Regions from separate parts of the Capsicum annuum genome. Here region 1 is linked to region 2. A link is a contact called in public Hi-C data. All regions are on one chromosome and are shown on one strand. Each heading gives the region's core, a stretch centred on a gene start, on an enhancer-like site or on the middle of the called end of the contact. The rest is flanking DNA. Distances are from core to core; before and after follow the strand shown. Region 1 holds the start of LOC107873356 (nucleolar protein dao-5). Region 2 holds the start of LOC107873358.

Evidence for each region. Hi-C and Micro-C count contacts between places; a contact is called where the count stands out from the background.
Region 1: a Hi-C map of leaf shows a contact between it and region 2, with 2.6 times the contacts expected there. The contact joins the promoter of LOC107873356 here to the promoter of LOC107873358 in region 2. A contact is called at or near these places in 2 of 5 Hi-C or Micro-C datasets (leaf and placenta).

Annotation. Positions count from the first base shown.
Region 1 is chr6:68,757,443-68,763,319 of UCD10Xv1.1, reverse strand. LOC107873356 (nucleolar protein dao-5) reads right to left here and starts at 4,410. Exons shown (of 12, transcript XM_047414755.1): 1 at 3,996-4,410; 2 at 3,400-3,495; 3 at 2,924-3,109; 4 at 2,720-2,831; 5 at 2,595-2,628; 6 at 2,368-2,408; 7 at 2,230-2,267; 8 at 2,002-2,154; 9 at 1-1,262. The coding sequence starts at 3,470.
Region 2 is chr6:68,461,341-68,467,968 of UCD10Xv1.1, reverse strand. It overlaps LOC107873358, which reads left to right and starts at 2,862. Exons shown (of 8, transcript XM_016720185.2): 1 at 2,862-3,548. The coding sequence starts at 3,351.

The DNA.
Region 1 (5,877 bases), core at 3,161-5,660, 290 kb before region 2:
GAGTTCCACTTCTGGGATTGGCAGATACAGGAAAGTTCTTCACTGCTTTCTGTGTTCTCTTTATATTTGACTTTTTATTATCATTACTCACTTTTCTTGAGACCATTTCAGCTTTTCTCTCATCAAGAATTTGTTGCAGTGCTTTAAATTGCTTTCCCTTCTCTGTTTGCTTCCTGGTAGTTTCACCACGAAGTTTATGATCCCTCTTTTCTTTATAATGATCATAGAAACCACCTCTACGCTCATTGGGCACACGTTGGAGTTTGCTAGCACCAGGTGCCAAGTTCTGATATTTGGCAGGCTCGGTTTCCATCATTCTCGTCAGCAATTGGTTTAGTTCTGCTTCCTTTTTTCGAGTCCATTCGACTGAGGCATTTAATTTCTGATCTATCTCTTCATCTTGGTTAGGGAAAGATTCCTTTCTCATTTTCTCTGGACTAGATGCTCTTTCTTCAGGTAAGTTTGATTTGAAATCATTGTCAACAGCCTCAGCATCATAGGTTTCGGGAGTAGTATAAGAATCCTGCTTCATTTCTGAAGCGCTCTTGGTTTCTTGATCTTCCAATTTCTTGGCTGCGAGGGAAGCCAGATCACCAGAAGCAACATTTAGTGGATTAGCACTTTCACACACCCCTGAACTCCATCTTCTTAATACCTCCTTCTTAGTAACTGAGACATTCAATAATGACTTTGTCTTCTGAAAATCTACTTTTTGACCTGTCTGTTTGTTTTCAAAGAGATGAATTGCATCTTGCACGCTCATTCTTTGTACATTGTTCTCAGATTTTTTTGAGGTTTGCTCACGTTCTTCCTCATCACAATCACTTGGAGATTCATCTATATGAGAAACTGACCTTTCCCTGGCAGGAAAGAAATTCAGACTCTTTATTGTTAAAGCAGTGGATCGCCGTGATCCAGAGCGTCCAATTTGGACTCTTCGCATAGGAGATGCAGACCTCCTTGGTGATGCAGTTCTTATAAAGGTCCGACTCCTTTCCACCGATGGTTGTTCCTCCTCACTAGTCGAAGATGATTCCTCACTTGCTGATGAGCTTTGCCTCTCAAGCTGAGCAGCTTGAGCAGGCGAGGCACTATATTTCACAGCTGTATCTGACTGTGACGGTCTGGATGTCTTAGAAGTACTCCATACTGGACCAGCTTTTTCGTTCCTGACATCGGTGTTGGAGAGAGGTGGCTCTTTACCAAGAGAATCACAATTTGTGTTCTCCTGTCTCAATGCAACAAACTTCTGCAGACAGTTCCTACAAGATACAGCACATCCTTGGTCATTACCAGTTCCACATATCGTGGTTCTAGAAGATTTAGTTTCATATCATTGATAGGGAGAAGGAGCCTATTTACAGGTTAAACTACATACGAAAGAAATACATCCAATACTCAGAAGTTTTAAATTTTCAAAGTTCTATTGCCCCAAGAAAGTGAATGATTCCCCCTCTCACATTATTTCAAAAGAATTTGGACAAATTTTTTCAATCCCTCCATAACGAGCACTTGTGCAGAAAAAAGGCTCCAATCTGAACTGGTAAAACTAAGAAGCACTAAGGCCTTTGAGAGGAAATTTCTTAGTATGAGGCAAGGGTAGCTAAGTCACCTTAATTCAACAAAGGGAGCAGTCATAATAGTGTCAAACCCAGAATTCAAGTCTCTCCTCTCAACCAAATGAGTGTATGTCCACGAGAACGGGTTAGGAAGACCTCCGAATCAACACATGGACAATTCAAAAATAACTCCTTCCATGCCATAATTTGTGGTACTTCACTTTCAATTTCCTATAACTCTATTATTTTACTATTAAGTTATGGTACTTCAAACTGAACCAAAGGGAAAATGTGGCTTCCATTATAATATGACCACTCAAAATAGTAGACAAACTAAAAGTTCTCAGAAATGTTGATAGAACATAGAAATTACCACATAATTTGTTAAATGTAAAAACAAAACCCTTCTACCATCAGTTGCCTTTCCAATCCATTAGCGTACCTTAAGTTAACAGCTCCAAAATAGTTAGAGAACTTTTCTATGTTAGTGATATCCCCCAAAGAGCATTTGGTGCCAACAGCTTGGTCAAAAACCGTAGCTAATTCCTCTGTTAATGCAGTGAGCCTCAAGTCCATTGCTCGCAACAATTCATTCCTGTTTACAGTGAGGATTTTAGGAGATCCTTGAATAACTATAGAATTTAAACTTTAAAGAGTCTCAAAGACATACTTGGAAGCAGCATCTGTTGACGATGGGTTATCATCAGCCTGGATGGAAATCAGAAATCACGTTAGCTTCAACTCATATATAAGCAATAATCTCTGTGAAACGAGAAGATGATTCACGAAGAAGGAGAGATCAAATTACATCAACTGTTGGTGCCACACAATTTGAGTAGCTGACATCTGCTGGAAAAAGAAGAAGAAAGGATATCACTTGCTCTGCAGTCCCTTTTTCTTTTGACAAACATTCTACGAAGAAAGGGTAGTCGCAGAGGCAACATAGTCAAACTAGTCTAGGCATAATTCAAGGCAGAATAGGACATGATGCGGTTTTATGTTTAATATTATTAAACACAGAATAGTAGAACTAACCTGTTTCCCCACTCCCAGTATGATCTTGAGGACCCTGAAAGAGTAAACGAGCTTTAGTATTTTGCTTGCCACGTGTTTCTATGAAATAGTTGAAGGGAAAAAAGCATGTTAAAACACCAAAGCACCTTTGTGTATAAAGAAAGATGAAACTTTCGAGCATCTTCAAGCTGTGATATTTCATTTACCATTGCCTTGGCCACATTAACTATATTTGATGAACTGATAATACGAAGAAACCTGAAGAAAAAAAAGAAGGAATTGCAATGTGAGAATATGAACACTTAGAACTAATAAAGAAATAGCTTGAAGCAAATGCTGTCTGAATATACCTGGTTAAAGTGGATTTCGTAAACCATTTGGCATCACTAAGATTTCCCAGGGGCTTAAATTTGAAGCTGGAATCCGAGCCTTTGGAGTGCAATGACTTGATTTTGGGAGAATGTAGTACTAATTGCTCCAGAAGCCCAGAGGATGCTGCCTCTACCTTGTTGCCATAGCACATACGTGTCTCATACCTGTTTCAAGAAGGAAAACCAAATTATTGAACAAGCTCATTTGTGATCCAAAGTAGCATCCATGTCGAATTCATTAATCATTGTAACCCAACTGGTGTTTTCAATTAGTTGCGCTTGGCCAATGAATAGTCAGTCTTCAAATTTTTATCCACAATGTGTCAATGATTGATCAAACCTCTTAAAGATGCCACTGCAGGAACCTTATAAAATGAGAACTAGGGAACAAAGATCAAGGAACTACGAGGTCGTAACACGAATGAAACCAGTTGAACAGAGAACAGAAGTCTAACCTGCCCTGGCTCGGGAAAATCTGAAATTCAACATACTCCAGCAAGACATTAGCATCTTCACCTCCCTCCATCTTGATCTCTCAAAAGCACTCAATTCTGGTAAAAAAACACTAAATTACATTATCCCTATATTAGGATACTCCCATCTAACATACTTGACTTCTATTAAGAATTCATTTGATTGATGAAGAAATAAAACATTTACACCAAAAATAACACAAAATAGCTACCAAATCAATACATCAGCTGATCAAGATTTTCAGAAGCAAACATATTATAGTTAATGTGAACTAAAATTTAAGCAAGATTGCCTAAAATATTTCTTAAAGAAGCAGAGTAAAATTAAATTCTATGACATAAACTTGAAAAAACTTGAATCTAAATGTGAAAGGTGAGTGAACCAGAATTTGAACTAAAACAATGAAGACCCCACCAACCCACATTGAAAAATTAGATCTACCATTAAAAGAAATCTAATATTGGGGCAATAGTACAGCAAAAGGTCCACCGACAGGAAAACCCCATGTTCCAACAAGTCAATGTATACACTTACAACAAGTCAAATTTTCAAGCTAAAATTGTACAAGGTAACTTACAGAAAATGAAGTAGACAGACAGGAGATGTACAACTGACAGTGCTTTTTCAAAATTATTATGGAGAGCCACAGTGGGAGTGTGGAAGCTAAAAGCACAAAAAGGACAATTTTGAGTGCAAGAGACAAGACAAAAAAGAGGTAAAGCTGAGAAACAGTGTGTGTGTTTTGAGAGAGTTGATTAATTTATATTTAAACTTGCATTTGTACAGAATCATAATGATTAATTGTCTTCAAATCGGTGTTATTATGATATAATAATGATTAATTAATTTATAATTAAACTTTCATTTTTGAAACTTTAGAATTCAAATTTCACCAAATTAATTTTACTGTATTCGCTAACAAACTTGAAAGTGGAGATTGCGTTTGGAGAAAGGCTGCAGAAATCAGAATGAAAGACAAAGAAAGTGGGGACAAACTTGATTAATATGGTGATGTGTTTATTATTGCACTGAACATACAGGCTAGTGAAATCACATTTCTCTACTTATTTTCTTTAGTTTATTCTTTCAAGGGTCAACAATTCGTTTGGATATTACATATTACTCCCTCCGCTTCAAAAAGAATAAATTATTTTTTTAATTTATTTTTAAAAAAATGATCTTTCTTCTTTTAGCAATACTTTAGTTTCAATTTTCCACATGGTATGTTTAGGACCATAAGATTAAAGGACATTTTGATATATTTGATACAATTTTAATTTAAAGCCACAAAATTTAAAAATTACCAAGTTAAAATAGATCATTCTTTTTAAAACAGAGGGAATATTACTTTACTATTTTATTATATATAAGTGCCATCAGCAGGCACCTCTCGGTTGTCCTTCCTGCTTCCACTTGCTTCAGCTACTTCAATCCGTGATTTTACTATAGCATCATTAATTAATTATTATATTACTATTATATATAAGTGCCATCAGGCACATCTCGGTTGTCCTTCCTGCTTCCACTTGCTTCAGCTGCTTCAATCCGTGATTTTACTAAGTTCGAAAAGTGTTGCGATTTCTGTTATTCTCAGCGTTTTAAGGTAGAGGAGGTCAGTGAGGCTATTCGCAAGATAAGAAAGGGAAGGCGACGGGGCCCGACGAGATCCTCGTGGATTTTTGGAAGTTCTCTGGCAGGGCAAGATTGAGGTGGCTGACCAACTTGTTTAACAACATTTTCAAAGACCGCAAAGATGTCCGAGGAGTGGAGATGGAGCGCGATGATCCCTTTATATAAGAACAAGGGTGACGTTCAGAATTGCAATAACTATCGGGGTATAAAGTTGTTGAGTCACACGATGAAGATTTGGGAGGGGTGATGGAGCGGAGGTTGAGGAAGATTGTGTCTATTTTCGGAGAATTAATTTCATTTTATGCCTGGTCGCTCTACGACTGAGGCAATTCACCTAGTGCGGAGACTGATTGAGCAGTATAGAAAGAGAAAGAGGGATCTTCATATGGTATTTATTGACTTGGAAAAGGCGTATGACAAGGTCCCTAGGTAGGTTCTTTGGAGATGCTTAGAGACAGGGAGGTCCCAGTAGCGTACATTAGAGCGATTAAGGACATGTATGAGGGGGCGAAGACGCGGGTAAGAACAGTGGGAGGAGATTTCGAGCATTTTTCGGTCTTGACAGTGTTACACCAGGGATCAACTCTTAGTCCGTTTTTATTTGCCTTAGTGATGGATGTGTTGACGCGGAGTATACAAGGCAAGGAGCCTTGGTGTATGCTTTTTGCGGATGGTGTAGTTTTGATTGATGAGTCGCATCAAAGTGTTAATGATAAACTGGATGTTTAGAGACAAACCCTGGAGTCTAAAGGGTTCCGGTTGAGTAGGACCAAGACGGAGTACTTGGAGTGCAAGTTTAGTGACTCGAGGCAAGATGAGGAGGTGGT
Region 2 (6,628 bases), core at 1,613-4,112:
ATGCCAATATATTTTCAAAATTTGATTTGAAATCGGGATATTGGCAAATTCAAATATTTAAAGAGAACACTTGTAGAACTGCTTTCAGTGTACTATTTGGATAATATGAATGGAATGTTATGTCATTTAGCTTAAAAAATGCCCCTTTCTGAGTTTCAAAAAATCATGAATGATATTTTCAATCCTTATATAGATTTCATCATTATTTATATTGATGATATATTAGTGTTATAAAAAATATTTGAACTTCATATCAAATATCTTGACATCTTCAAGAAGATTGTAATACAAAATGGTTTGATCATATTTAAACCAAAAATGAGTTTGTTTCAAACTGATTTGGGTTCGATTGAATCCATTGTGGCCTATGGTCCAGTTTATTTCAATACTCAGCCAAATTTGCAATTATCTTTGACTGATGTGAATATTCTTGATGCTTTGACATTAAATGTAAAGACGCATGGTTATAATTATGCGCCGAATCTGAACTTATATATCTATCATACATAATTTATTATAAATTATTGTCTATATTAAATCCTAGATGTAAATTATATGACACATCTTATCAAACTATATTAGTCGAAACTAATTTTTCAAGGTCTAAGGTTATCATTAAGAGACCTATTAGATAGGATGAAATTGATTTTCCCACTACTTGGAACTTGAATTCGGTTATATCTCCAAGTCAGGTTACTAATGACTTGACGAACAACGACTTTTTACATGTCATGCAAAATCCAAATGCGAGGATTTGTATTCAATTTGATGATAAGTCTACTGTTTATAATAGACATTCATTTTTATGCCTAAATTATTGCCTGCTATGCATGATATTTCTCTAGTAGACCATCATATGGTCCAGCTATAAGTCGTATTACTTCTTTGCATACAATTGAAACCGATTCTTCAAGATTTGTTGAAAAAGTTAAAGTCAATCCTCGTATAAATATTGTTCAAGATCGTGATAATATCTCTGATATAGATATTCCTACTGCTTCTGAAATGAACTTCGATCCAAATGATAATTGATGATTCCACACCAAATTGATTTTAGTCCTGGATCCCAGACACGAAATTATATTAAAAACGAATCTTTTGATAAAAAATGAAACCAGTTTAGAACTTGTTTTTCTAAGACTTATAGTCCTGAGGAATTAAATAATATTTCTCAAGAATTCTATGAAGTATGTGCATTACATAATCATATTATGCATTTTGTTCCTTGGTTTATCCCCACATATCTGTCGTTATACATGAAGGTTTTGGAACAATCTTATAATGACGGGAGTGGTAATATTATTAAAGTTGTTTACCCTCCTCAAGCACCTTTTATATTACCTAATAATACAGATATTACTATTTTTTCTTTCCAGAAATTCATTGATAATGAAGTAGCAGCGGTAAGCATCGCAGAGATTAATAATATGATTTTTCAAAATAATTATTTGAGCTTATATGTTAAATTTTTGGGTGAACATATTAGTTCCCTTGATAAAAAACTTGATGATTTAACCGATTTAGTTAAAAAAATGAGTACTAGTCAGCAATCTACTGAGCTTGCCTCCTCTCCAGGAAGTAAGACAGAAGTTCCAACTATTATGCTAGTATTCAATGATTTCTTGAAATAAAAGGTTTTCAAACAAATAGATCTTTAAAAGATTTAGAAGAGCTTCTTGATAAAAAGCTTGTTGGCTTGAGTGCCAAACCCATAGATTTATCAAATGATTTTGTTAACTAATTAGAATCTATTCCTGATTTGAAAGCTCAGATTAAGTCGGAGCTTAATAAGCTTAGAGGAATAATTAAAAAACAATCATGGAAAAAATATATTGATTTACCAAGTATGAAAACTTACTACTATCCGCGGCCTACTCCTCAAGATGTTTTAATTAAGGAACGAGATTGGAATCACACTAATACGTCTTATAGTGGTACTGAGATTTATGAATGAAATCTTGATAACTTAACTGATAGGTAATTAACGATTCTTGTGCATCGTATGATGATGCACGAAACTATCTGTAAGAATATTGAAAGTAATTTTGATAGAATTATTTGCAGAATGATTATTGCAGGTTTTACTGGCCAACTTCGTGGCTGGTGGGACAATTTTTTAACTCTTGACCAGAAAACTGTTATTGTTAACACTAGAGCTGTTAGCGATGGAATTTATAACTTAGAAATGACCCTAGTTGCAAATAGGGAAGATGCAGTTTATACCCTTGATCTTACAATTTTATAACATTTTAATGGTAGATATACCAAGCAATATGAAACCGTCCGTACTCTCTTGAATGATCTTCGATGTAGGACTTTAGGAGAATTTAGGTGGTACAAAGATACCTTTTTAAGTTGGGTTATGGAATTACCCGAAAGAAGACAATTAGGGTGAAATAATTTAAAAGAAAATCGTGATAAAAAAGAAAAATTCTATGTTGATAATAAAGAATTGAAAAAAAAACGTATGATTGTTACGAAGAAGGATAAAGTGATATCGTTAAAGAAAGAGAAAGCCATTTTGAGAACTAATAAAAGGAATAATTGATATCTTAATAATAAATGTCATCCCTTTTTATTAGTACGAAATCTCTTTTTTTAATATAAAATTTATTTTTATTTTTAAAAATAAAATAAAAGATAGTTTTTCTCTCTTTTTTATATCAATTTTTGCTATAACTTGCAAAATTAAACGTTTTATTTGTATTTGTTTTCCTTTGAAGAATTATCTTGTGGGCCCTTAACTAGAGATTGAGGGTTCGATTCTGAGTACAGAGAAACTCTATTGAGAGCGCTGTTATCTTAATAGGTTATGCATCGCACGATTTGAATTAATCAAACTCAAATACGGATATCAGAATGAGAACAAAAGAACAGAAAAGAAATGAAAGCCCTTTTTCAACAAATTTCAAATTCCGACAATTTTCTCTCTCTCTCTCTGAAGTCTGGACCCTCCCTCCCTCCCTCGCTCCCTCCCTCCCTCTCCACTTCCAAAATCCAAACAGTGTTTCACTCGCCTTTCCATTTTCGGCTCAATTTATTACTATACCAACTAAGCTCATATGCCCTGTACCATTATATCCCTTGACTAAAATTTCACGCTCACTTCCCAAAAACAGCTACCCAACAAAGTGTACTCTCTTAAGTTTTGCTGTTTAGCAACTGTAAAAATCTCACCTTTTCATGGGTATTTGAAAGTTAGGGTTTAAACATTGCAACCCACATTTGTTTTTCACTCTAAAATCCCAGAAGACAGAATATAAAACTTGGTGTTTTGTGTGTACGCATGTTGCAATTTGTTTGTTAGGGTTTGAGATTTGTAGTAGGATTTTGTAGAGGTGTTTTTAGGAATGGATGGAAGGAGAATAACTGCTAGTCCTAGGCCATGTTGTGGAAGGAGGGTGGTGGCAAAGAAGAGGCCACGCGGTGGAATGGATGGGTTTGTGAACAGCGTTAAGAAGCTTCAAAGGAGAGAGATTGGTTCCAAGCGAGATCGTTCGTTCAGTATGAGCGATGCTCAAGAGCGTTTTCGGAATATACACTTACAGGTTTCTTCGATCTTCTGCTCAATCTTGTGTTCTGAACTATTCTTAGTTATGCTTATGAGTTGAAGTTGCAAAAGCTGTGTTTGGGTTTGGGGTGGGGGGTGGTCAGGCAAATGCGAGAACTTAAACAATCCTCTTCAATGGAGCAAATTTTCATTAACCCATGAAGAGGATCATACATACCCTTCCAAATATGAAACTTAGATCAACTAAAAGAGAAATTGAGAGTGCTGGTATGCGATTTCTTGAATTTATGACTTAAAATAAGGTTGCTTTGGTGCTAGATTTTTCTAAGGGTCTAGATTTTTCTGAGGGTGTCCTAAAAACACATACAGCAGTTCCTAATTTAGTTTTCTGGACCTTTGTTTGTTTGGATGCTACATATGCAAAATAACTCTTTATTTACTTGTAAGAGATACATGAGTAAAGAAGAGATTTTTGTGTCTTAGCTTGCTAATCAAGGGTGGAACTAGGTATAGGTAAGGGGGGTTAACCTAATCCCCTTCGTTGAAAATTAAGTTGCGCAAGCTATTCCTCTTGTAAAAAATATCTTGGCGCAAATCGGTAAAACCGGTCTTACTTTTTGTGGTTATATAAAATGTTGAATCCCCTTGATAAGGCAAGAATTCTTGTGAAACGGCAAAGGGGGTTCAAAAATTTCGTCTGGTCACATGTTCAAATCCTAGGTATGAAATTCTAATAATATTTTGAATAAATTTTTAGCTTTGCCACAGATGCTGCTAGTAGTACGCACTGTTGTTATAGGGTTGGACGTGAACAATATGTTCGTCAAGAGTTTGTTGCTGAAGGTTTATAGTGAAAAACAGAGTATAGAAGTGGAGAAGCCGTAGATTGTTTTTGTTCAGAAACTGATGTGCATTGTACAGTTGTCTTTTTATGGGTATAAAAGGGGAAAATGTTTGCCGTTAATGAAGTTGGGGCTCTTCTTTGGTATATTGGAAGCACAAGGTTGACAGAAATTGTCGAATTGTGTATGTTTACAGTTCCAGGTGTTTTAATTAGATTTCCTTTTAGTGTCTTTTCTGCTGCTCATCTTGGTGATTTCTATAGTTTAGGTTTCACTTAATGGAGTTGGGTTGCACATCAGTCCTTTGTTTATTTATTAATGAGAGAAGTGTTGAAAACACCCCTAAACTTTGCACGAATCGTTACTTTAGTCCCCAATCTACCAGTATTAAAAACACCCCTATACTTGGCTAAATAAATTTAGAAATGCCCCTAAGACAGGAACTATACCTAGCATTAGTTAGTTCCCAAACTATACCCACGCTAAATAAATCAGAAATCAAAATGAATGGAGATTATAACTGATACTTTTATCTAAGATTTTTAGGTTAAAATCCTTTGATTTACTTGGAAATGGAAATCAAAGGGTTATATTGGAGAATTCTGAGAGAATAATGAGGGGGAGGGGAAAAGTTCTAGTGATGTGAGAGAGCTTGTGGGGCTGATTTCACCGGGTAGGGTTGTTTAGAGGACTTCCTTTTAGATGTCTTTTTTTCTTTTCTTTTTGGCTTTAAGTATCTACGTGAATGCCACATAAGTAACACATCAATAGACTAGTGCAGCTCGACCGCGAGTGAACAGATATGGCAAAACGGGGGTGTTTTAGATTCATTTAGTCAAGTATAGGGGTATTTTTAATATTAGGTATAGTTTGAGGACTAAAGTAATAATCTGCGCCAAGTTTGGGGGTATTTTCAATACTTCTCTTTATTTATTTATTGATAAGTCGTATTCATCCTTTATTGTAAAACAGCACAAACTATTCTTAGGTGTATACGAGAGGTGTTCGGTTCTTAACTGTGAAATTTGTGCTAAAACTAAGTACAATATTAGTCTATGTTGCTCGGACTCTCCAGAAATTTCAGCGTGCGTGTCGGATTCTCAAAAGTAGTGAATCGTTGGAGAATCCGACTCGGGTGCGGCATCAAAAGTAAAGAGTCCGCACAACGTAGATATTAGGAAGGGTGAACTGGAGATTTAACATGAGAATAGTCCAGTATTGTCAAAAGCGCGCTTAAGCCCTGAAGCGAGGCACAAATCAAGTTGAGCACTTTGCCTCGCTTTATGGGTGCTTCAGTGTTGTCGCCAAGGCTCTAAGGCATACTTTTCCTTGCAATGAGTGAAATCCTAAAGATTCCGACACTAAATAATTGATATTTCACTTTAGTGTATTTTTTTTCAATTTCCTTGTACGTATATTTGTTATTCATACTTATGATTATTAATTCGGACTGCACATACATAATTGTAGTTTTTCTCCATTTGCACCTTTTCTCATTAAAGCTCACGCTTTATTTGCACTTTGCGCTTAAAGCCCCAAAAGGCCGTAGAGCCTTTTGGTGTATTTCGCTTTTGATAATACTGGAATAGTCTTAGACATTTAAGTTTAAGGTGTTCTTTCTCAATTTTTCAGTATGTGATTAACGATACACATTCGACAAGTTAGAGTACAAGTTTCTTCTGGGGTTTTGGTTATATGAATAACCCGAATGAAGTTATTTCTACTGTTGATAAATTGCCTTTACTGATAGTGATCTCAGAGAACTAAATTTTACATGTAAAGATAGTACATATATACCTAGAGGCGGATCCAGGATTCCGAGGTACCGGGTGCTATGCCGTCCAAGTAGGATTTGCGGGTCGATTCTTTTAATTTTGGGTTATTTATCATTTTTTTATTTTATAAGCAAATCGATCAAATACGTCTAGTGAGTTATGTTCTTTTTTTAGATATTCTGAGATCAAAAACTCCTAAGTAGTTTATTTTTTTCGATATAAGAGGTCTTATTCTTCAAAACTTTGAAAGAGAAAAAGATACTTCTCATATTAAAAATTTAAATTTATATAAACCATATGATACAATTATCTTAATATATTCATATTCCATTACCTTTATACGTTGAGAGTGTTGTTGCAGATATATAATTTAAAAGAATTAAAAATTATAGCTTCAACTTAATCATCTTCTCTTAGTTCAAACGATCGAAAACTTTAAATTTTAATATCTCTAATATAATAATATCCATAATTTTATAGACTTGAACTTTTTTTAAAAA